Regions from separate parts of the Mus musculus genome. Here all the other regions are linked to region 4. Evidence: chromatin contacts called from public Hi-C and capture Hi-C data. All regions are on one chromosome and are shown on one strand. Each heading gives the region's core, a stretch centred on a gene start, on an enhancer-like site or on the middle of the called end of the contact. The rest is flanking DNA. Distances are from core to core; before and after follow the strand shown. Region 1 overlaps Gpc6 (glypican 6). Region 2 overlaps Gpc6 (glypican 6). Region 3 overlaps Gpc6 (glypican 6). Region 4 overlaps Gpc6 (glypican 6). Region 5 overlaps Gpc6 (glypican 6).

Region 1 (3,844 bases), core at 1,107-3,606, 990 kb before region 4:
AACTTGGGGAAAAGCCATGACCCACTTCCAGGAATATTCACCCTTTCATTGTCCTTTGTGGTCTGAAGACCCCTGTGTTACTATCTTCACTGGCCTGTCTTTGACCTTGCTCACCTGCAGTGGTGACATTCATAAGCTTTTGGGTCTAGGCTCAGCTCCTCAGTTTTTGGTTTGTGTGTGTGTTTGTTTGCTTGTTTGTTTGCTTACTTGTTTGTTTGCAGAAGGCTGGAAGGGCAGAGGGGCTGGGCCTCTCCACTGCAGTATGATGTATAGCCTTCCTGCGGAGTCCCGTGTGCTTCAATATTGAAACTTAAGACTTTATTCTAGGTTGCCTGTGGGGCAGTTCTTCCACAGGGCTCTAGGAATCCTTGTTTCCTGAGGTCAGGTAACAGACCCTCACACCCCTAGTGTTTACAACAGAAAATGACTTAAGGCATGAACAACCTAGAACCACTTACATATTTGCCAGACATTGTCCCCTCTGTGTAGACAGCATGACAACTTCTGAAGAGTCTTGGAAACAGAAAACTGGGGGCTGGTGGATCTTTCTTTACAACACAGTCTCTGGGCTTAAGGGCACATGCTACAGAGGCTGAGAGACCAAGTCCTGGCCTTATAACTTAGAATGTGATTATTTCACGGAACGCCTACACCTTGACTTTCCTTAACTCCAGAAAAAGGAAAGTAACAATGGCTGACTCATGACAATTTTCTGTGACAGTTAAGTAGCATGCTTCAGGTGAGCATCATGAAGAGAGGAATCTTCAGGAAATCGTAGTTCTCTCTCCCCGATTCCTGTGGTATGTGCATGCTGATGAGGTCGCTATCTCACCCGGAAGCAACAGGAAGGCCAGTTCACTATAATTTGCATGGTCATTTTAAATTTCCTCCAATGATCAGCCTCTAAGAAAAAAGCTATTTTCAAGAAAATTATTTAATTATTTTTAAAATATCTAAATTTTAAGTTCTTCTCTAATTATTTCTATATGTGTGTGTTTATGTGTACATGAGTGTAGAAGCCACTGGAAACTGTTAGAGGGCTTTGGATGCGCTGGGGACCGTGTTGCTTGTGTTCTTCTCTATGTGGATGTTGGGTCCTCGGCAAGACTAGTATTCACTGTGAACCACCAAACCCTGCCTCCAGCCTAGAGCTCTAAAAGGTGGTCTTGACGCGCCACTAAATGCCAAATAGGAAAAACTTTTATAAATGCACTCTTTGTCCTATTTACTCTCCAACTTGGAAATGACTGGCCGTGTTCTCTCTGTTGTGCTGCCTCACGGGTGTCAGTTCACCTTAAGCAGCCAAATCTTACGGCTTGCATTATTTTTTATTATACGTGAATTTATTTATTTTCAATTGGCATAGTAATTGTGCACATTCATAGGCATAGTTTGACAGTTCAGTATACATATACAGTATGAATTAATCAACTCAGAAGGAACAAATGGCATTCCATCTGCTGGTGCGTTTATTATTTCTCTGCATTGAGAGGCTCTGCCCATCTCCTCTGGTTCTCCATAAATGATGGCAGCAGGCTGTTTAAAACTACACTCACTCTTCTGTGATACAGGATGCTAGAATAGATTCTTCCCATCTCTCTGTATTTTGGTACCCATTGCCAAATTTCCCTCCCTTCCCCTCCATTTCAAGTTTCTAGTGGTGGTCAGCATCTCCTTCAGTTCTGCTCTGCTCCTACTTTGAGACCATTTCTATTTTTTGTAGCTTTCATTTATGAAAAAGTAGGTTATTTTTCTTCTTGTGTCTCCTATTTCTCTTCACATAAGCCCTCCCCCAACCCTACCCCCAGGTTCCTTTCGTTTTGCTGTAAGGTTGAATAATATCTCATAGTTTATATACCTGTGAGAATTTCTTTTACCACATATGTACTGGCAGGCCCCACAATTGATTATATATTTTGTCTTTGTGAATGATGCAGTAACAAACATGAAATGTAGGCATATTTTAATAAGCAGACTTTGTTTCTTTGGCTATATAGTAAGAATTTCTGGTTCATCTGGAGTAGCATTTTCTGTTGTATCCTGGCTACCACATACTTCTCCTGTTTTGAGAGCAGCTGCTCCAACTAGTTACTATTTCTGTGGTTTTGGTTGATGTACCCCTAAGGATTCCATCGATCCTGTATTTTCCATAGGCCTCTTGGTAACTTTGATTTGTTTAATCAGCAGCTCTCAAACTTGAGTGAAAGTTAGAATCACCCAGGGTGCTGGCTGAAACATGGGCTACCAAGCTCCAATTTGGTTGTTTCTAATTCATCAACTGGGGGAAGGGGCTCTTGAGTCAGTCTGAAGACATTCCTGAGCATGTTGGTGGCCTTGCTGTGGGGACACACTGAAGACACACACTGTCTGACATTCTCAGACCTAGGTTGTCTAGTTAACGGTGTTCTCCATTGCCCTCAGAATAAATACAGACTTCTTGGTTTAACAGCCAAGAACGTAAGCCACTTTTCTAATTTATTGCCAGGCATGCCTCTTCTAGAAACTTCCATCTCGTAAAAGCTCTTTCAACAAAGTCACTTCTCTCCGAGCTTCTGTTCTTTGCTCACAATCCTAACAATGCCAACCTGTCCTCCCTACTCTTCCGCGAAGCCAAGTTTAATCTCATTAAGTTGCCCATACCAATCACTCTCAGATTCATCAAATTCCTCTCTCCAAGGCTACTTCCTTCCTGTTTCTGCCTTTACTGACCTTCAGTCATTTGTCTCTTATTTTGGTAATCAATCCAGCTGTGTTCTACTATTTCTTTTCTCCTTTTAAAAAAAAAGGAGACATTTATTCTTTGTTTTCCACACTTGCCCCTGAGGTATCAGAGGACACTCTTCCAATTCTACTTCTCCCAGAGCACAATGCCTTAACATACATGCTATGCAATAAATAATTAACTATTCTCTATTAGGAATTACAAGAAGTATTCCTTTCTCCCTGCTGGGCAAGACTTAGTCAATTTCAGTAACACTAAAACTAAGTGGTGTATTGTAAAGATACTCTCCTGTTTCCTTCAAAAACTTGGTACCCATAAGCTAAGTTAGCTCAAGGCAGTGGAAATCAATTTACGAAAGGATAAAGCAGTGGAGATTACTGTGTGGAACAGGGGATGCGCTGCTTTCATTTGGTGTTGAAGAATAACCTACCTCCCAATGAAGCATTGCCACACGTTGGTACGCGCCTATTTAAAATGTCCTTTAAAAAGAGAGGGGTGCACTTTCCACATCTTTGACAATAGTTTTAGAATATCTGAAAAGATTAGGCGAGTTAAACATAAAGAATATTTTAAATGACAACAGTATTACCTTGAAGGTGAAGACGTTGATAGGAAGGAACATTTCTTGACAGAGTTGACTGGTCCTAGGCATGGAGCCACCAAATGGCGTAGCTTCTAGAGTGATCTATTTATGGTAGAGGCTTTGAGTAATAAATTGAGCTCCTGGCGTGCTCACAGGAACCGCTTGTAGTTCTGTGAATTCCATTGGTGGCCTTGGCCTACTTAAGACCTCATTCATATGTCAGTATAGGTCAGGAAAATTTTATTTTTAATTGCCTGTTTAAAGGAGAGGTACTTGGAGTTTTCCTGCCCTTGAGGTCCACCGAGAACAGCGAGGACAGCTACAGAGGAGAACTTCAGTGTAATGCAGAGAGGAGTGATGGAGGCTTAGAGAAGCAGGGCTTGGGTGGGTAATTAGTGCGTCAGAGAGGGAGAACCTGAGGCATGAGAGCTTTGGTCAGCTTTTCAGTTGTTGAAGTGGCTTTTTCTCTTTTGCATATGAATCAATTTAAAATGTATCCTTAAATGCTTTTTTTAACTTAAAAAATGTTGAGGTTTATT
Region 2 (4,405 bases), core at 1,196-3,695, 520 kb before region 4:
AGTTTTGATTTCAAAGACCCAGCTCACATATCAGTAGGCTTCATTTCTGGATGTTTGAATCAAGAATGTTCTTCATTGCCAGGGCCTAATCTGTCACCATCTGTGGACACTGCAATGGGCGCTTATGATCTTAGATTGTGTTGGGATTTTAATATTTGAGGAAGTGCTGTGGGAAATTAATGAACCTTGTAACATTATCCAGAGAAATGAGTCAGATTTTCTATTCAATGCTTGGGGTTGAACCCAGGACCTCATGGACGTGCTCTGCCATGAAGTTACACCCCGAGGGGTTAAATAGCAGTGGAAAACTGTTAAAGAAATTACTAACCTCATAGTAAAAGTCTACACAAATGCAAAAGTTTCATTTTATAAAGTGTGTATATTTGTTAATGAGAGAGATTTTTGGAATAACAATTTCTTCATTTTGTCATACTATTTTAATACTTCAATACTTTAGGATTATTAAAATATTTTAATACTTTAGTATTTGGTGATTTTTTTATTCATTTAGTTATGTTTGTGATATGCCTTCTGCCAATAAGTTTCTGCTAATAAGCTTCCCATCTGTTTATTCGCACTGAAGTGTTAAGATCTTGACAGAAAACACTACAGTTTGATGCAAAGAAACCCGGCACTCTGATCACAGTAAAGACTATAAAGTCTCCAACGACATTTAGATAGAAGACACTTTTGCATTGCATGGAGGACTGAGAAGTAACTGAATGAGGAGACCAAGTGACAAGAGGGATCACCTTTTTCTCTAGCACTATCTCAGGAACACAGCCTTCTTTCCCTCCATTGCTAAGAAGAACCTACTGGCTTTGGTATCTTCTTCTCCTCCAAGTGCAGTGTTCTCAGAAAAGCTGAGGAGATGTGAGGGCTCATTAGTTTTGTGGTGGCATCCTACCCCTGGCTTTGCCCTTCCTGGAAGATCTTAAGCTCTATCATCTTCAACCCCACACTAATGATACATATAAAATATTTGAAGTTTATCCTCATATTTAGTTGCTGCCATTTCTGTTATCAAGCAGAGCAAAGCTCCCTAATTTCTTGTGCACAAAGCAGCGAATTTCCATGTATCAGCACCCCAACAAAACAAATAAAAAAAAACTGAGTAACTTTGAAAGGACATGCAACCTAGCATTGGAAAAGAGAACAGTTCTGATGTGTAGTCAGCAGCAATGGGTGTTGATTAATGGTTGCTTTCTTTGCTCTCTTAAAAAGCTTTTACTAAGGAACAATCAGTTCTTGAGCTGAAGAGATGACTCTGTGGTTAAGAGTGCTTGTTGCTCTTGCAGAGAACCAAGAATCAGTCCCTAGCACCCACATAATAGCTACTAATTATTTTTGCCTCCAGTCCCAGAACATCTGATAACCTCTTCTGATTTTTCAGGCACCTGTTGACCATGTGGTGCAGATAGACATGCAGGAAAACACTCTCACATTTAAATGTGAATTCTAATTCTCTTGGTCTGTAGTCAGACTGAGACTTAACATTCCTAAAAGGCTCTGGGCAATTAGATAATACTCACCGTACATTGTCCAATTAATATCAAGGACATTTACTTTCTTATGAAACACAGTTTCACTTGTGCCAGCTTCACAGGATTTAAATGATGTCAAGGAAAGGAACCAACTGAGGGAAATATTTTGCTTCCCATAATGTCTGTGTAGTGTGAATATTTAGAACACAGAATGCAATTTTCTGAGGTTCAATCGGCTCTTCTGTGAATGGAGAGGGTTTGAAGGTACTTCTATGTGTCATAATTTATGATTGCATTAGACACCAACGAAAGCCTGTAAGGATAATTCACTGAGTGGGGACTGTTGGGTTCTGAATTGCCAGATCAATTGTCACAGTGTAGGAATGCTACCTGTCTGCTCTGGAGAGAATGTGCAGCCCTTGGGAAGGGAGTTAGAGAAGGGTTTGAGTCATTTTATAGGATTTGAGCTAGGAAAGGGTGACATCGTAGCAAATAACTGAAAGAAAGGTAAGCAGAAGACGGAGATGCTGTGGGTTTCAGGCAGTTCTGATGCATTAGTCTTAGAGACTGAATTTAAGAAGACTCTAGGCCATAAGGGCTGGCTTATCTTCTTTTCGTTTGACACAGCCAAGTGAACACTAGAACATGATAGTGATCTCTAGATTACAGTTTCTAGTGGGTTTTTTTTTTTTAACAAAGCTCACTATTTCTGCCAGCTTGAACGCAGAGCAGTTATACAATGACTAGACTACTGGTGCAGAACCAAGGCTCCTAAGGAAAAGAATGAGCTCACGGGTTACTCAAGGAAAGGTAGAAAGTAGATGGCCAGTGTCCCAGAAGCCTGTGGCTCTGTGAAGGACAGATGATGTGAAGGAAAGAAAAAGAATAAGCTAGTGGCTGGAGACTGTGATGCTTCGAATTGAGTCTACAGAAAGCTAACTACTGTGAGCAGAGACGATGTCTCATGTGCAGCAGCTGCCCGAGTTGCACAGTGATGCCTCTCTGTTCCCAGGAATGACTGAAGTGATGAATGGGTGAGAAAGAGAACCAGATCCACTACTTTGAAAAATGTACTTTCTAATTGGGACCAGATTTGAAACTGACACAGGTCTACTGTGAACCCAATTATTTGACTTGAACACGTGTAAATGGCATGCTAACATGCACAAGTACTTGACAGCGAACTGAAACTTTAGCCAAGCAGGTGATAAGACGTTAAAATTTAAACTCTGGAAAATTAGGTCAGTCAACCATAAAAAAACAAGACTTAATAAGCAGCAGATGACATTTTGTCCAACTCTATTAGATTTTGCAGTGCAAGAAAAATATAGGTTATTCAGATCAAGTGCTTGCTGTGCTGTGAAGTGCTGCGTACATTCTCCGCTCCAGGCTTGCTACATTTCCCATGAAATAAGGACATATGGCTACGAATGAGTCATTCAGAATGTGCCCCCATCAACAGAGACAGCATTTTAGAATGCACAGGCATACTAAGAAATTGAATAACATTTGTAAATGCTTTTCATATTAGAGTAACATTTTACTATTTTCATGTAAAAATGTCAAATAACTAATTTGTTCAAAGGATCTTTCAATCCTTGATGAAGAGGGTTTTTTTTTTTTGAGAATTTATTTAAGCAAATATAACTGGTTTGTTCTGAGCTAGACATCTGATGAAGCTCCCTTCTCAAAGTTTACTTGGTTTAAACTGGAGCAATGGGGTAAATACATAAATATTATGGGTATTATTTTGTAAAATCATAGCCTTCAAAAACCTTCTCTGATTTACCAGCCTTTCAAATCAGAGCATTAAGTTATATAACATGTGAACATTTGAGCGTGCATGCACATGCGTGCACACACACACACACACACGCACACACACGCAGTGGTTAAACTCTTAAAAAAAAAAGAAGATTGGATTTAATTCTAGATACCAAGAAGACATGTACCTCCATAAAATACCTGTGCATTATTTTTACCTATCCTGCAACAACTAGATATCATTCTGATGAAGATTATGCTAGACTTTTAGCAAATGCTATATCATTTATCAACAAGGAAGAGAGCTGTATTTGTCTAGACTGTGGAAGATATTACTGGCAGCAAACAGAATGAAGGATAACGAAACAAGAAGGCATCTTATTTCTGGGGTCATGCCATTTGGTTTTCTAACTTGCTCTCTGATTCTGGTTCTTGAGTTAAATAAAACAAGAAAGAAATGCTCCTCTTAGATTGACTGAGCTTTAAAGACACACAACCCAGAACATCCCATGTGGTCCATGGTTCTGGACGCCAGAGCCCAAACTTAATAAAAATACACATTTTCCACTTGATGTTATGTGCTGTGTAGGTACTATATTTAGGAGAACATAGATTTAGAGACATTAAGCCTGCCTTATAAAATTCAAATTTCATAAGCTCCAGGCCTTAGATACTGAATAGGGTCATATGGTGGGAACAGTGCCTCAAATTCTGACAACTTCATTTCTTACATCTTTTTGTTTTTTATAATTTGCATGCACCATTTCTGTAACCCATGAAGTTTGGGGATTGCTCTAATGGTGACAGGGAATGAAGAAATGACTGACAGACATACAGAAGAACATAGACTATACACTCTAAAAGAGATGTTGCAGCAGCAGCAGCCTTTAAACCCAGAATGCTTATTTTATACCACAGCAAAGATGAGGAGGCAGAACCTCTCTTGGCAAGAAGTCTCTGTGGGGGAGTCAGCTCAGCTTGTGGTTATCAGACAGGAGGAATCTGTGATTGATGCTCCCTGCACATACTGTCAACACCCATGCGTGGATCAGTGGAAGGCCTTGCCATTGCCCTGAGCCTGATTTCAGGGAAGGCCCTGCCATTTTCATAAGTCTGAGGCACTGAGGTCCTTAACCTGGCTGTGCGTGCTCACACAA
Region 3 (3,918 bases), core at 859-3,358, 810 kb before region 4:
ATACATTTTTTTCAGATACCTTTTGATTCTTAAGTGAATCTCACAGGAGATTGTGCTTTCAATTATTTGAAGCCCAATATATAACTGTCTTCCTTAAGTATTAACATTTAAATGTTCTATCTTTCCTTCACACCATATCATAGAGTTTATTCTAGGTATGTACTCTATGAAAGTTTCACAAATGTGCAATTTGCATTTGTACTTAAGATTTAAGTAGTGACTACATGATGTTTGGCCTATACATGGTAGTTCTTTTTGTTTGAGGTGTGTGTGTGTGTAACTTCTATTGTTCAAAATAACCCAATAAAGATATCATTCTGTCTCTTTTGTTAAAAGCCCAATGGGTGTGCTGGAATGGTTTTATTTCTGCACTTACTGCAGCAGTTTTATTTTATTAGTCTACATATCTTAATGGTTCTGAAGACATAAAGCAGTAAGTGTTGAAACAATCCAGTTCTAATCGTCATGTTCTTTCCTCATTTTCATCTTCTTCCTTCTCCTCCTCTCTTCCTCCTCCTCCTCCATCTCTTCTTACTACTCTATTTTTGCCTTACAAAAACACATTTTCGTAATTCTACGTCTTTGTTACTTCTACATACATTTTAAAATTAGCATGCTAGTACTGAATAAAATAGAAAGTCTTCCTAGTTTTTCTTCACTTATTTCATTGGCAAGGATTACACAGTGTATCTCCATTAAGATAGCGGGCTAGGAAGGATGCTTCCTTTTAGGTTAAAGAAAATCTCCTTTATTTTCTTGATAGAATTTAGTTTTCCTCCTTATTTCATCTCATGGTTTGTCAGATTTGTATTCTAAAGTAGTTCATATTCTCTTAAAATTTTCTTCCTCAAGAGAGATTATGAGCAACTCTATAGATTAATTGTGAAGCACCAGTCTGCTCTAGCAGTAGGAGGATAAAATCCTTTTGTTTGGGGTTTGTAATACTTTTACATAGGGCTTCAAATGCTGTTGTTGAGAACTTGAGCACCTGCTTTGATCAGGGTTGTAAGACTCACACTCAGACACTGCTTTCTGGTTGCAGTTGTTTAATTTCATTGTTGATGCAAGACTCAGGAACATCTGAACCTCCTGTCACACGGATCCTCCTCTGCCTGTGCACTATGGAAGCACAGATGAAGGGACAGTTCTCAGCCTGGCCTTCTGCCCATTCTTGTTCTTTTTCAATTCATGCTTTTTCCTTTGCCAGACTCATAATAACTATGACCTCATGAAGGATTTCATTCTCTCCCTTCCCTTCTCCTCCTGCTCCTCCTCCTTCTCCTCCTTATTTTTATAGTTTTTATATTTCTATCTCATCTATCATCTAATTGAACTTATTATTTTAAAAATATTTATTATATTTGTTAATGAAGTTATCTAGAACTTAACATATATTTGCCAAAGATTTATTTTTATTAATTGTAAAATCCATTTGTAAAAGTTTATTTCATCGTGCTTCTTATCTATTTTAGCTTCAAGCATTCTTTGCCATTGGTAGATTCTGAGGAACTTGACATTTTTACTCAAATGATTAATTCTTCTGCAAAGATTTGTTAGCTTACAATATCTTTGAAATGCTCATTGAGTCTCTAAAAATGCATTTTCCTTTACTCCTTATGTTGGTCATGTGTATGTTCTAACTTCTGTGTTTTCAAATGCTTATCAATATGATGTTTTTCAAAAACATTTTTAAATGATGTTTCTTTTGGCTTGATTAACTTTTATCTATTTTTTAACTCTTCCTGGGTTTAATTTCTATCATTCTTATTGTTTCTTTCATATTCGATTTGTTGTCCATCTGCTTGGTTAATATAGAAACTCTTAGACATCTTTGTGATGTATTTTTTGCTCTAAATTCCCTCTCTCTTGAACTGTGTTTCATCAATTCTCTCATGTCCAACTGATATTTTAATTGTTTAAGAAATATTTTCTAATTTCCTCCGAGTTATTTTTTATCCACAGATTAATCAGACATGTTTGTTCTTGTCTGAGGGGGATTTTATGTTATGTGTCTGGTAATGATTTCCAGCTTAGTTTAGTTCCTGTCTGAGGGCATGCTTGTCTGATGCTCATGACTTACAGTTTGTTGTTGTTGCTTTTATGACCCATCTGTCCTGGCAAACATTCAGGTGTGTGCGAATAGAGCACATCCTTGGCTGCCGTTGGCTTGAGCAGCCTATAAGTGTTCATTAGCTCCTCTTGGTAAGGAAGGAGTTTCAGCTCTCCTCTATCCTTACTGACATTTTAACTTTCTCCTACTCTCATAGAAAGCCAAAAATTGAAGTCTTCGGGTTTCGTAGATTTTCCTTCTTTTCCTTTGAGTACAGCTGGTTTTGATTTTGTGTTCGTAACACATTTTGGGATACAGAGGGAATGACCGCTTTTATCTGTTATATCTGTTCACAAGACTTCTTGGGGCCATGACCATTTCCCATCTTCTAGTGACACCCATGTATTATTTCTACCTATGTAATTGGCTTTCCTCCTATTCTTTATATGTTGAACAATATTCTTTATTTTCCTGGTCAGTGTGAACATTACATGAGTTTCTGTGCTTTGTTTAAATTCCATGGAAGCTGTTTATATTTCTTTTTGGGAGCCCTGTGAAGTTGGTTATGTTTAGACTCTGAGTAAGTTTCAACCTTCCTTTTGTGGGTTAAATATCAGTTCTGTGTGAGTGTCTGTATTGTATCTAATTTTGGATGTGTCACATGTCCACTCCATGGTGAACTTGTGTCTTGGGAGTGGTCATCCTTTATTTAATCGAGTGGTATCAACTTTACATTTGTGCAGTGACAGGGAATCTAGGATATTAACCTCAGGGTCCACATTACCTACTTCTCTCAACATCCTTTCTGCAGAAATGTCCAGTGTGTTGTGCCTTTCCATCTTTCTAGCCAGAGTACTAGAGGTTCATGTATCTCTGTTTGCTATGCAACTCTGCAACTGTGGCAGCACATGAAGAGTAACCAAAGGAACACAGCTTAGTGCCACCTCCATGGAACCCTAGTGTTCAGGTCTGTCCAAAGGACACCAACAGAGGGACATGCTACAATTACTCCTGAGTCTGTGTTTATGTACTTTTCTTCCCTATTTCTTTATTTACTAAGAGAATCCCATCCAAGGCAGGGACCAGGCCATCTTCATGCTTCCTATGTAGCCAAGAGAGGCCTTGGGCCCTGGATCTTCTTGCCTCTGCATCTTAAGTGCTGGGATTGCATGTGTGCACCACAGTACTGAGTTTAGTGTTTCAAATTCCAATGCTCCTCTCAGCCCCTCTAGATAGACCTCACTCTTCCCAGTCCATCATGGATACTGCTTCCCTAATATGCAGATTTTATTACTTTATTTTTTGAAATTCTTTTTGTGGGTAATTCCATCTTAACTCAATCTGGAAAAGTTCTTTTCTTCCTCTTTGGGCTTCTTATTGTGATATTTTCCCCTCCATATGATTTTGATTAATGTACAGTAAGTACTATGATAATTGATAGGTGCCAGAATGTGAAAATTTACTCTAAGGTACCTCAAGAATTGATAGAAGGAAGTTGTTTTAATTTTATAGACCATTCCACAGTGCTAAAATCAGTTATTTAGCACATTTTTACTTTTAAACAACTGAGTAAATATTTTCTTTTGAATGAAACTATATATAGACAGTGTCTTAATTGTATTTCATTTGCACTTCAACACTGGATACTCTTGTCAATATCATTCCCTGGTAAATAATAAACTCTGTGTCTGTGAAACCTTTAAGTTCAATGAGCTTAGACTTGGATGCCAATGTACATATCCAGCTATTAAACCAAAAATGCAGAGAGAAACAACAATCTATACGGCCTTCGCGAAGCAGAGTACCCTGTTGAACTGTTTCTTTTACTATGTTCAACAGAGTACTTAGGGAGAACGAGATTAATTCAT
Region 4 (4,309 bases), core at 1,767-4,266:
AAGTTCCTGCGCTTGCCCTGTTACGCTCTGCGAGGTGCCTGCCGCCTCTGTCTCTAGCTGGTCCCCCCACAGCAACCAGTTACCCCGCAGTCAGCCGCCACAACACCCAGCAACCCAGTAGAAACAAAACTCTAGAAGCTTATAATTAAAAAGTCATATTTATGTATCAATAAATTTTCAATTCACAAGATGCCCACATGATAATTTCAGAGCCAGTTGATAATAATACAAGCTGCCCACCTAGATCAGACAAGTTATCCCAATTAGTCTATCCCTATATGATATTCATAACTACCTATGGCTATTTAAAAGCATGTGGAATCAGGATCTTCTCCCTGCCCATCTGCCTTCATCGTGGCTTCTGCCTCCCTCCCCCAACCTCCCTTTTCCCTGCCCCGTCACAGGCCTCCTGCTGCACTAATATTTAAATAGACTGGATAGGGAAAATTCTGCCACACACATATGCTGCTCTCCAAATGGCCCCTGCCCTTCTGCAGTTCCTTGCTGCTGCCGTACCTAGATGGCCTTCCACTCGATTCTCAGTCACAACACGCCATTTCTTCAGTGTTTAACTCACAAGCCACTTCATTCAAGAGACCTTCCTTAGTCACAGGCTTCTAAGCATTTAAGTCAAGTGGCATACGCCATTGTCACAGTCTGGAGGAAACATTCCTTATGAATCTGTCTTTATCTCCTCTAGGTTTTAACGCTGTGTTCATCCAAGGTACTCGGTATCTCATTAAGATTCCTAAAGTCCAGGGCAAGAAGTTGCTCAACGGTTTCTCTTTGGCAGCTGTGGTGGCAGAATTGTTCTCACTGGTGTGCTTAGCACAGAGATTGAAGCCCTGCTGCTCTTCAAATAAAAAAAAATATGAATATGCTGGGAACTTCTCTATTTCTTAGAGAATGTGGTCTTTCTAATTTCACACACCTGGTGGCTGAGTCTCTTAGCATCTCCCTCCTCACTATCCCAGCTCCCATCTCCAAACCAGAGACAACTCCTCTTACGGGGTATTTCAGTCTTGGCCACATATTATGATCAACCACCTGGGACTTCTAAAAATTCCACAGGCTCAGGTTGTGTTCCAGATGGAGCGATTTCTCCATGGGTGTTGGTCCAGACTTGGTATTCTTAAAAGTCCTCTATGGTTCCAGGATGATTCCAGGCAGGTGTTGAAGCTCTGTGCTGGGAAACATCTCTGAGCCTGGCTACTTGTCAGAGTGGGGAAAGTAGACTAACTGTGGTCATGGCACCTGTAACCTCAGCACTGGGAAAACAGAGGCAGGGGGATTGCTGGGAGTTCAAGGCCAACCTGATATGCACAGTAAGTTACAGACCAACCAGGGATACATTGCAAGACCCTGTACTACACAAAGAAAACCAAGGGGAGGAGCAGCCACAGCACACAGAGCAATTTGAACAGGGCTCACTCATCCGAGCTATGCATTCACACTGGCATCCCACCGTGGATCCTGCTGTAAAAATTTTATATGTCTTATATATACATGTTTTTATATATGTGCCTTAACTGTGTCTTTTGGAGAAAGTGATACAATTCAAAGACATATATGTGTATGTAAGATATCTATTGATCTCCCTGTTCTATACAGAATGGAATGAAAGATCCATCTTGTGGAAGTGCCTGGAAGGAAGAATTGGTACACAGAGGCAGTGGGGCATCTTCTAGGACAGTCTGGGAAGCTAGAAAACACACAAGAAAAAGCTGATATCTCAGCAGAAGGTGAAGGATAAACAGGAGAGGATACAGAACAGGAGTCGGCAGTAGGCAAGAGATCCACAGACAAATGTCACCCTCTCAGGCACAGGGCTAACTGTGCATGAGTGTCTGACATTAGTAGACTGTGACTTTTAAAAAGCATAATGGTTGTGGTCTGAAGAGATGGCTGGGTTGGTAAAATGCTAGCTGTGCATGAGGACCTGGGTTCTATCCCGCAGAACCCAGCAAGTAAGCTGGGGAAATGTGCACCTATGTAGCACCAGAGTTGGAGAAATGGAGGCAGGAGGCTCATGGGGCAGACAGACTAACCCAACTGGTTAGTTAGCTCCTGGTCCAACCAAGAGATCCTGTCTCAAAATAGAACTCGAGAATGATTAATGAAAATATCCAACATAGAGAGAGAGAGAGAGAGAGAGAGAGAGAGAGAGAGAGAGAGAGAGAGAGAGAGAGAGAGAGAGCGCAGACTTTCCGGGCAGGGAGCAGGTGAGTTTGCATTTATGTTTCAGTGCCTTCTGCACTCACTTCCTGTACCCCGCACATATTAGCACACGGCTCTCTCACAGAAAAGGCCAGCAGCACCTACTCAAACCAGAAACACAAAGGAGAAAGGTGAAGAGTGGGAGGAGCCCCATAAAGACAGAGTCATAATAATAATAAAAAGTCTATGGATGGCAACTTTCCCCCAAGCTTCCATAAAACACCGCCTAGGGACACAGATCCCCAGCGAGCCCTCTGCATTCTTCTGCTTAATGAGAATTTCTGAGAACCAAATCTGCCCAGAGTGAATCCTCAGGAGGCAGTGCTTTATACAGCTGTCCCATGTCACACTGGTTCTGAGACAGACCAGCTCCTGAAGTCCCAGTGTCTTCTGTGGGAACACAAAACTATAGGAAAGTGATGGGAGGCTCCAGGGAGTTAAGATGGCACATCTGGGCCCGTGATTGAGCCTCTAATTCACTCAACCACAATCTCCCTAGGGGTGGGGGGTGGGAACTCGCTTCCTTATCCCCCCCCCCAAAACCAAGAGGAATAGCAATCAGCCCTTGCCTGAATAGGGAGGTCAGCTCAAATGACAAAAGCTCCTAAAGAATGTGAATCTGTGGCTAGGTCACTGGTCTGAGCTGCCCTCCATGACCTCGGCCCACCACGCTAACTCCCTCGGTCTCAGATTTAAATAAAAATAACCAGACATGAAACAGTGAAGAGCTGTTACTAAGGGAATCGGATCCTTGGTAGCGTATCCTCATGAATTTCCCTGATGGGGTTGAGTCAGCACTGGATGTCTCAGAAACATTCCAGACGATTTCGAAGAGGCAAGGGCAGACGGGTAATTAAACCACACAGTCAGGAAGCCTTGGAAACAGAGAACAAAGGGCGAGGGAAGGAGAAGAAAAGAAACATAGACAGCAAAACAAGACCCAGAGGTGGGAAACCAGGGTTCGGTGGTGGCAGGCTGGGGCTTCCTGGGATGCTGCGCGCCCTTCTTCTATGCTCCTCTGTGTTTACTGAAGAGTGGCTTTTGCCCTCTCTGCAGAGCCTCAAGGCTGAGGAAAGGTGTAAGGGCTGTATGTAGGCAGTTGGTCTGGAGATGGCTCCACCTTTAAGGAAATAGGCTGAGGAAACAGATGAAGGCAGTCTGGCAATGCTGTCAGGAAGGGGATTGGGTTGGCCTACAGCTCCCTGGGCCACTCCCTGCGCTCCTCAGGCTGAGACACTCAGCACTGCTACTCAGCAGTAAGATTGTGTTGTATGAAACGAAGAAGCCAGGGCGAAACTGCATACAGGCAGATGGGGCTGGTGGCTTCTCTGTGCTCCTGAAAAGTCATTCTCCCTTGTCACCAGCCTGCTCCACCCTGGAAGCCTGATGAGTCAGTGTATCCAAGGCCTCTAAGGGCTCCAGCTAGTCTTGGCCTGAGGAGGCATCACAGAAGCGAAGAGAGGAGCGCGAGGTCTCCCATGTTCCCCACTTGGTCCTATAAAACTGCAGCACATTGGCAGAGCACAGCTGGAAGCCAGTTTCCCTTCTAAGCCTATCCAGGGCTCCTGCCACACACACACACACACACACACACACACACACGGGCACACACACACACACGGGCACACACACACACACACACACACACCATCACGAAGCATGCCGTTCTTGAGCTGAGGCTCTCTGTGATGCTGCTCTGCTGTGGACCAGGAGCCAGTGCATCTGTCCAGACAGCCCTGCAGTCTGCCAAGAGACCCACTTCCACATCTTTACCCAAACCTTGTTTTTTCGTAACTTTACTATGTGACAAACCATGAGCGTTTGTAACGGGAGATTGCTTCATCCTCCCTCATCCCCAGACCCTGGAGAAAACGAGATGCTTCTCCTCAATTGGGGATTTGGGAGAGAAAAATAAAATAAAACAATCCAGATCTGGGTCGGCAAAAAGCCTGCTTGCTGAGTGTAATGAGGCCTCTCTGCTAATTAACACGTTCCTGTGGAAAAGGCAAGTGTGAGAACATATATATCCCTCTCTCGACGGCGCCATCGCAAATTCCGTAAAGCATCACTTATCCCTTCGACCTGGAGCAGG
Region 5 (3,758 bases), core at 722-3,221, 690 kb before region 4:
TATAAATGATAGACTGGTAGCAGGAAAGCCACAGTATGCTGAACTCGCTATAAGAAAACAGTATGAATAAGTAATGGTGACCTACCATTCCATTCTGCTAGGAACAGCGAGCCCACCATCCTCATCTTGATAGGGTCGCCTCTCTGGTACTGACTGGGCTTAGGCAAATGGTGAAGGGCTTCAATGAACTGTAATTAGAGAGCTAATGACCAAGACTTTAAGAATGGGGCTTAGCAGGGTGCTTGTCTGTGGAGTCCCCCTGAGCTCATTATTTCTAGTTATGCTTTGTCTGAAAGAAGGTTGTAGACTCATGCCTCGTCCCATTTATGGACACGTTTTCCTCCAGGATGAGTCAACATATTTACAATGCTCATCATATTTAAGGTACCAATCCTAAGGCTCGCTTAAAATGTTTAATATTAAAACTGGTTGGCATATAACACAGTATCATTAAAAATTAAAGTACATGCGAGCTTAGCAGTTTCAGTAGTCACATCCTATCAGTTGAATGTATGACATCACATGTATGTACAAAGAGGTTGTAGTATATAGTAAGTTTTTATGTTTGAGGGGTCTGCATGTATGTGTGAATATGGGAGCGTGTGTGCATGTGTGTAAGAGCTGAGTAGAAACTGTCTACCATTTAAGTTTCTCCCATAAATATGTCAATTTCATGATAAGCCAGCCTGTGCTTTCTGTAGCATCTCTGGCTTCAGACAATGACCACATAAATTCTTATTACAGAAAAGCAAATGTCTGTTTCACAGCTCTAGAACTGAATGTTCGCGGTGGATGTGTTTGGAACTCGGGAAGGTCTGCTTTTAAAGTGCCACCATAAAAGTGTGTTACAATTGGCCATTGCGGGGGCTTTTTAGTTATAAATATAAAACGCATTTGAGGGTAGGTGGATCTGTTAGTGAAATTGGTTTCTTGCCTTGTAGTTTGCCATATATTGTAATATTTTTCTGCTTTGGCACAGGGCTCAGACATACAACATCATACTCTGTGATGTTTGTAACTTATTAAATGACTACTGAATATCCTCTATCTGTTCCTCTCACAGCTCAGATGATAAACTAACTTCATATGTCCTGAGCTCCAGGCCCTCAGGTCTCTTAAACTTCTGTCTCAGTGCACTACTCGGAAGCTCTTTATATCTCTCTTAAAATACACATTTGGGGCTGACATGATTGTATAGCAAGTAACAGTACTGGCTATTGTGTCTCGGAACCTGAGTTCCATGTCCAGAGGCTGTGTGGTAGAAGGAGAAATGCCATTTATGCAAGTTGTGCTCTATTCTATACACACACACACACTAAATACAACATAAAAAATCTTCAAGCATAAAGGAGTTGTGTGAAGAATATCTCATAAATCCAGTCTTACCATCTGTTTAAAATTTCAAAAATCAGTTAAGATTTTTATGTACCCAAAAAGCATGATTTCTGTAATCATTCGTTTTCGTTTTCTTCTATTGGCGAGATATACTTTGTCCAGCAGAAGGGAAACACACCATTTTGTTACCATTGAGGCAGTGTTGACTGATTAACACACTGTTCTCATTGCAACATATGGCTTGATCACAATTAACTGAAAATAATTCAGTGGTCTTGTTTGGCTTAAAATCAAGTGAAGTTCTACTTTAGGCAGCATTGACCAACATAATTTACGATGGTAATAATAACGCACATTAAATCATATCAGTTCATTTCCTCTTTGGTGGTTTTCCTTTTCCATCAACTCTTACTTCTTTAGTCCCAGAATCCTTCCAAACTACATCTGGGTTTGTCCAAGTCACTGAGTAAACTTTTTAAAGACGGTGGACAAAATGTGTTTTTATTTATTGGAAAGATGTTTTCAATCACCATTAAGATCATCTTTGGTTGAATGTTAGAGTTTAAATATCTAAGCCTGCTCTCTGGACTGCAGACGCCCACCAGAGCTCTGGAAATCTGGTGTAGGTTTCATTTTATTGTGGTTTTCCAAAACAACCATCGATTGCTCAAAGCAGAAATCACTTTGATGATACAGGTTTAGTCTGAGCAATGCGGTGAGTCAGCTAGCGGCTGGTTTTCTGCAGTTAACCACTATCTGCTGTCCTACCCTTTCTGCCATTCCAGATCTTCCTTCCCACTGCCAACACTAACACTCCTGTTGCCTCCCTGGATGCTGTCACCCTTCATCCTCGTTCTACTCAGTGTATTATTTCATTCACTGTCTTCACTGTGCTCCACCTCTTTATTTCAGGGCATACTGACGAACAGAGAATTCTTCTATTGTGATATTGGTGTTAAATGGATCAAGGATGTATTCCTTGTTTATGCTAAATGCACAGAATGAGTCCCGGGTGTGGAAGGTACCATGCTCAGTATAGTCTCTTGAGAACCAACAAATGCTCCAGTTCATGGTGTGCTACTTCAACTAGTAACTCATCTGATGCTTCGTCCTGGGGGACAGAGGAGTGCATGGTGTGCTTCTGTCTAGATGTGATAGAGCAGCTTTCTCTGTGGACCTCCTTGTAGATACATCCACACTTAAAAACACAGATACACATAAGCACACTCAGAGAGACATACACATGCAAACACACATATACATAGATACACACAGATACGCATACACAGGTGCACATTCACATAGATACATACATAGACACAGACACACACAGAGAGACATACATATACAAACACATACTCATAGGTACACACAGACACAAATACACAAACACATATATGTGCACATAGACACAGACATACACAGAAACACTCAAATACAAACACAGAAACATATACACACAGACACACAAATACACATAGATGTGCACATATACACAAACACACACACATACATACACATATATGTACACTGGCACACACAGATATATATATATATATATATATATATATATATGCACAGATATACATAGACACAGAAGCATAAACACACACACATAAATGGACACACACAGAGTCACAGAAACACAAATGTAGGTTTATACATAGACACATAAACACACATGTACACACATAAACATACCCAGGGACACAGAGACATACATATATACATAGATTGACAAATATATATTTATACACATATACACACACAGGCACAGACAAACACACAGAGAGACAGAAACACAAACATACATGCATACATTCATAGCACAAATACACACATAAATACACACAGAGAAACAAATATACAAAAATGCATTCACACAAAGACACATGTTCACATTGCCACACACAGAGACAGACACACACATACACACAACTTAGACGGTTCTGAAATCAAAAGAATGGTTAACTGTATGCATACGTTTTAATGGTATACATCCCTGGACCCAAGATTACTGAACTTTTAAATCATTTGTAGTTATGGAAATTGACTGTGACATTTACTATTTTACCAGTAGTAACTGAATATCACAGTTTCATTTCTTTTTTCTTTTCACTGTCTTCTAGAAAAGGTAAAGTTCCTCTGAACACAAATATGGAAAATTGCCAATATAGCGAATTTCCTCCCACTGCCCTTGTATGATCTGAGAGCTGGCAATGCTGAGGTAATGGAAGACCCAATAACTTGCAACACAGCAAATGTGAGAAGCACTCTTAAAATAATCCATCTCCCAGGAAGAAATGGATTGCCTCATTGTAAATTACATTTGAAACACTGTGGGTTGGAGGAGGCTGTGCTGTTATTGAAAGAACATTTTCATATCAAAAGCTGGGCTTTTTGTGTCTGGATTTCACTCTGTG

The links. A called contact is a pair of places that touch in the nucleus more often than the background predicts. Capture Hi-C pulls out chosen DNA fragments and counts their contacts.
Region 1: a contact with region 4 is called in a Hi-C map of neural progenitor cells, with 6 times the contacts expected there. The contact joins two enhancer-like sites. A contact is called at or near these places in 15 of 484 Hi-C or Micro-C datasets (the AML12 cell line, the MC3T3-E1 cell line, cerebral cortex and 8 more), 4 of 115 datasets of contacts at active chromatin or transcription factors (embryonic basal ganglia, embryonic stem cells and trophoblast stem cells) and 1 of 9 other capture datasets (embryonic stem cells).
Region 2: a contact with region 4 is called in a capture Hi-C map of embryonic stem cells, with 9 times the contacts expected there. The contact joins two enhancer-like sites. A contact is called at or near these places in 4 of 484 Hi-C or Micro-C datasets (the 3T3-L1 cell line, adipose-derived mesenchymal stem cells, nephron progenitors and 1 more), 2 of 115 datasets of contacts at active chromatin or transcription factors (embryonic fibroblasts and embryonic stem cells) and 1 of 9 other capture datasets (embryonic stem cells).
Region 3: a contact with region 4 is called in a Hi-C map of uterus, with 2.8 times the contacts expected there. The contact joins two enhancer-like sites. A contact is called at or near these places in 3 of 484 Hi-C or Micro-C datasets (nephron progenitors, uterus and ventricular fibroblasts) and 1 of 9 other capture datasets (embryonic stem cells).
Region 5: a contact with region 4 is called in a Hi-C map of uterus, with 2.8 times the contacts expected there. The contact joins two enhancer-like sites. A contact is called at or near these places in 3 of 484 Hi-C or Micro-C datasets (cortical neurons, embryonic stem cells and uterus), 1 of 115 datasets of contacts at active chromatin or transcription factors (embryonic stem cells) and 1 of 9 other capture datasets (embryonic stem cells).

Annotation. Positions count from the first base shown.
Region 1 is chr14:116,940,500-116,944,343 of GRCm38.p6, forward strand. All of the region lies in intron 1 of Gpc6 (glypican 6), which reads left to right. Among named protein-coding and RNA genes, the nearest start is that of Gpc6, 17 kb to the left of the region's middle. Within about 2 kb of position 2,357, at least 5 of the 459 cell types and tissues checked have an H3K27ac peak or open chromatin away from gene starts, as enhancers often do. A contact at or near this core is called in neural progenitor cells, where this site is marked.
Region 2 is chr14:117,405,751-117,410,155 of GRCm38.p6, forward strand. All of the region lies in intron 2 of Gpc6 (glypican 6), which reads left to right. Among named protein-coding and RNA genes, the nearest start is that of Gm52112, 280 kb to the left of the region's middle. Within about 2 kb of position 2,446, at least 14 of the 459 cell types and tissues checked have an H3K27ac peak or open chromatin away from gene starts, as enhancers often do.
Region 3 is chr14:117,121,078-117,124,995 of GRCm38.p6, forward strand. All of the region lies in intron 1 of Gpc6 (glypican 6), which reads left to right. Among named protein-coding and RNA genes, the nearest start is that of Gm52112, 5.3 kb to the right of the region's middle. Within about 2 kb of position 2,109, at least 5 of the 459 cell types and tissues checked have an H3K27ac peak or open chromatin away from gene starts, as enhancers often do. A contact at or near this core is called in uterus, where this site is marked.
Region 4 is chr14:117,927,730-117,932,038 of GRCm38.p6, forward strand. The region is part of intron 6 of Gpc6 (glypican 6); the gene reads left to right. Among named protein-coding and RNA genes, the nearest start is that of Gm52110, 20 kb to the left of the region's middle. Within about 2 kb of position 3,017, at least 140 of the 459 cell types and tissues checked have an H3K27ac peak or open chromatin away from gene starts, as enhancers often do. A contact at or near this core is called in neural progenitor cells and uterus, where this site is marked.
Region 5 is chr14:117,238,195-117,241,952 of GRCm38.p6, forward strand. The region is part of intron 2 of Gpc6 (glypican 6); the gene reads left to right. Among named protein-coding and RNA genes, the nearest start is that of Gm52112, 110 kb to the left of the region's middle. Within about 2 kb of position 1,972, at least 5 of the 459 cell types and tissues checked have an H3K27ac peak or open chromatin away from gene starts, as enhancers often do. A contact at or near this core is called in uterus, where this site is marked.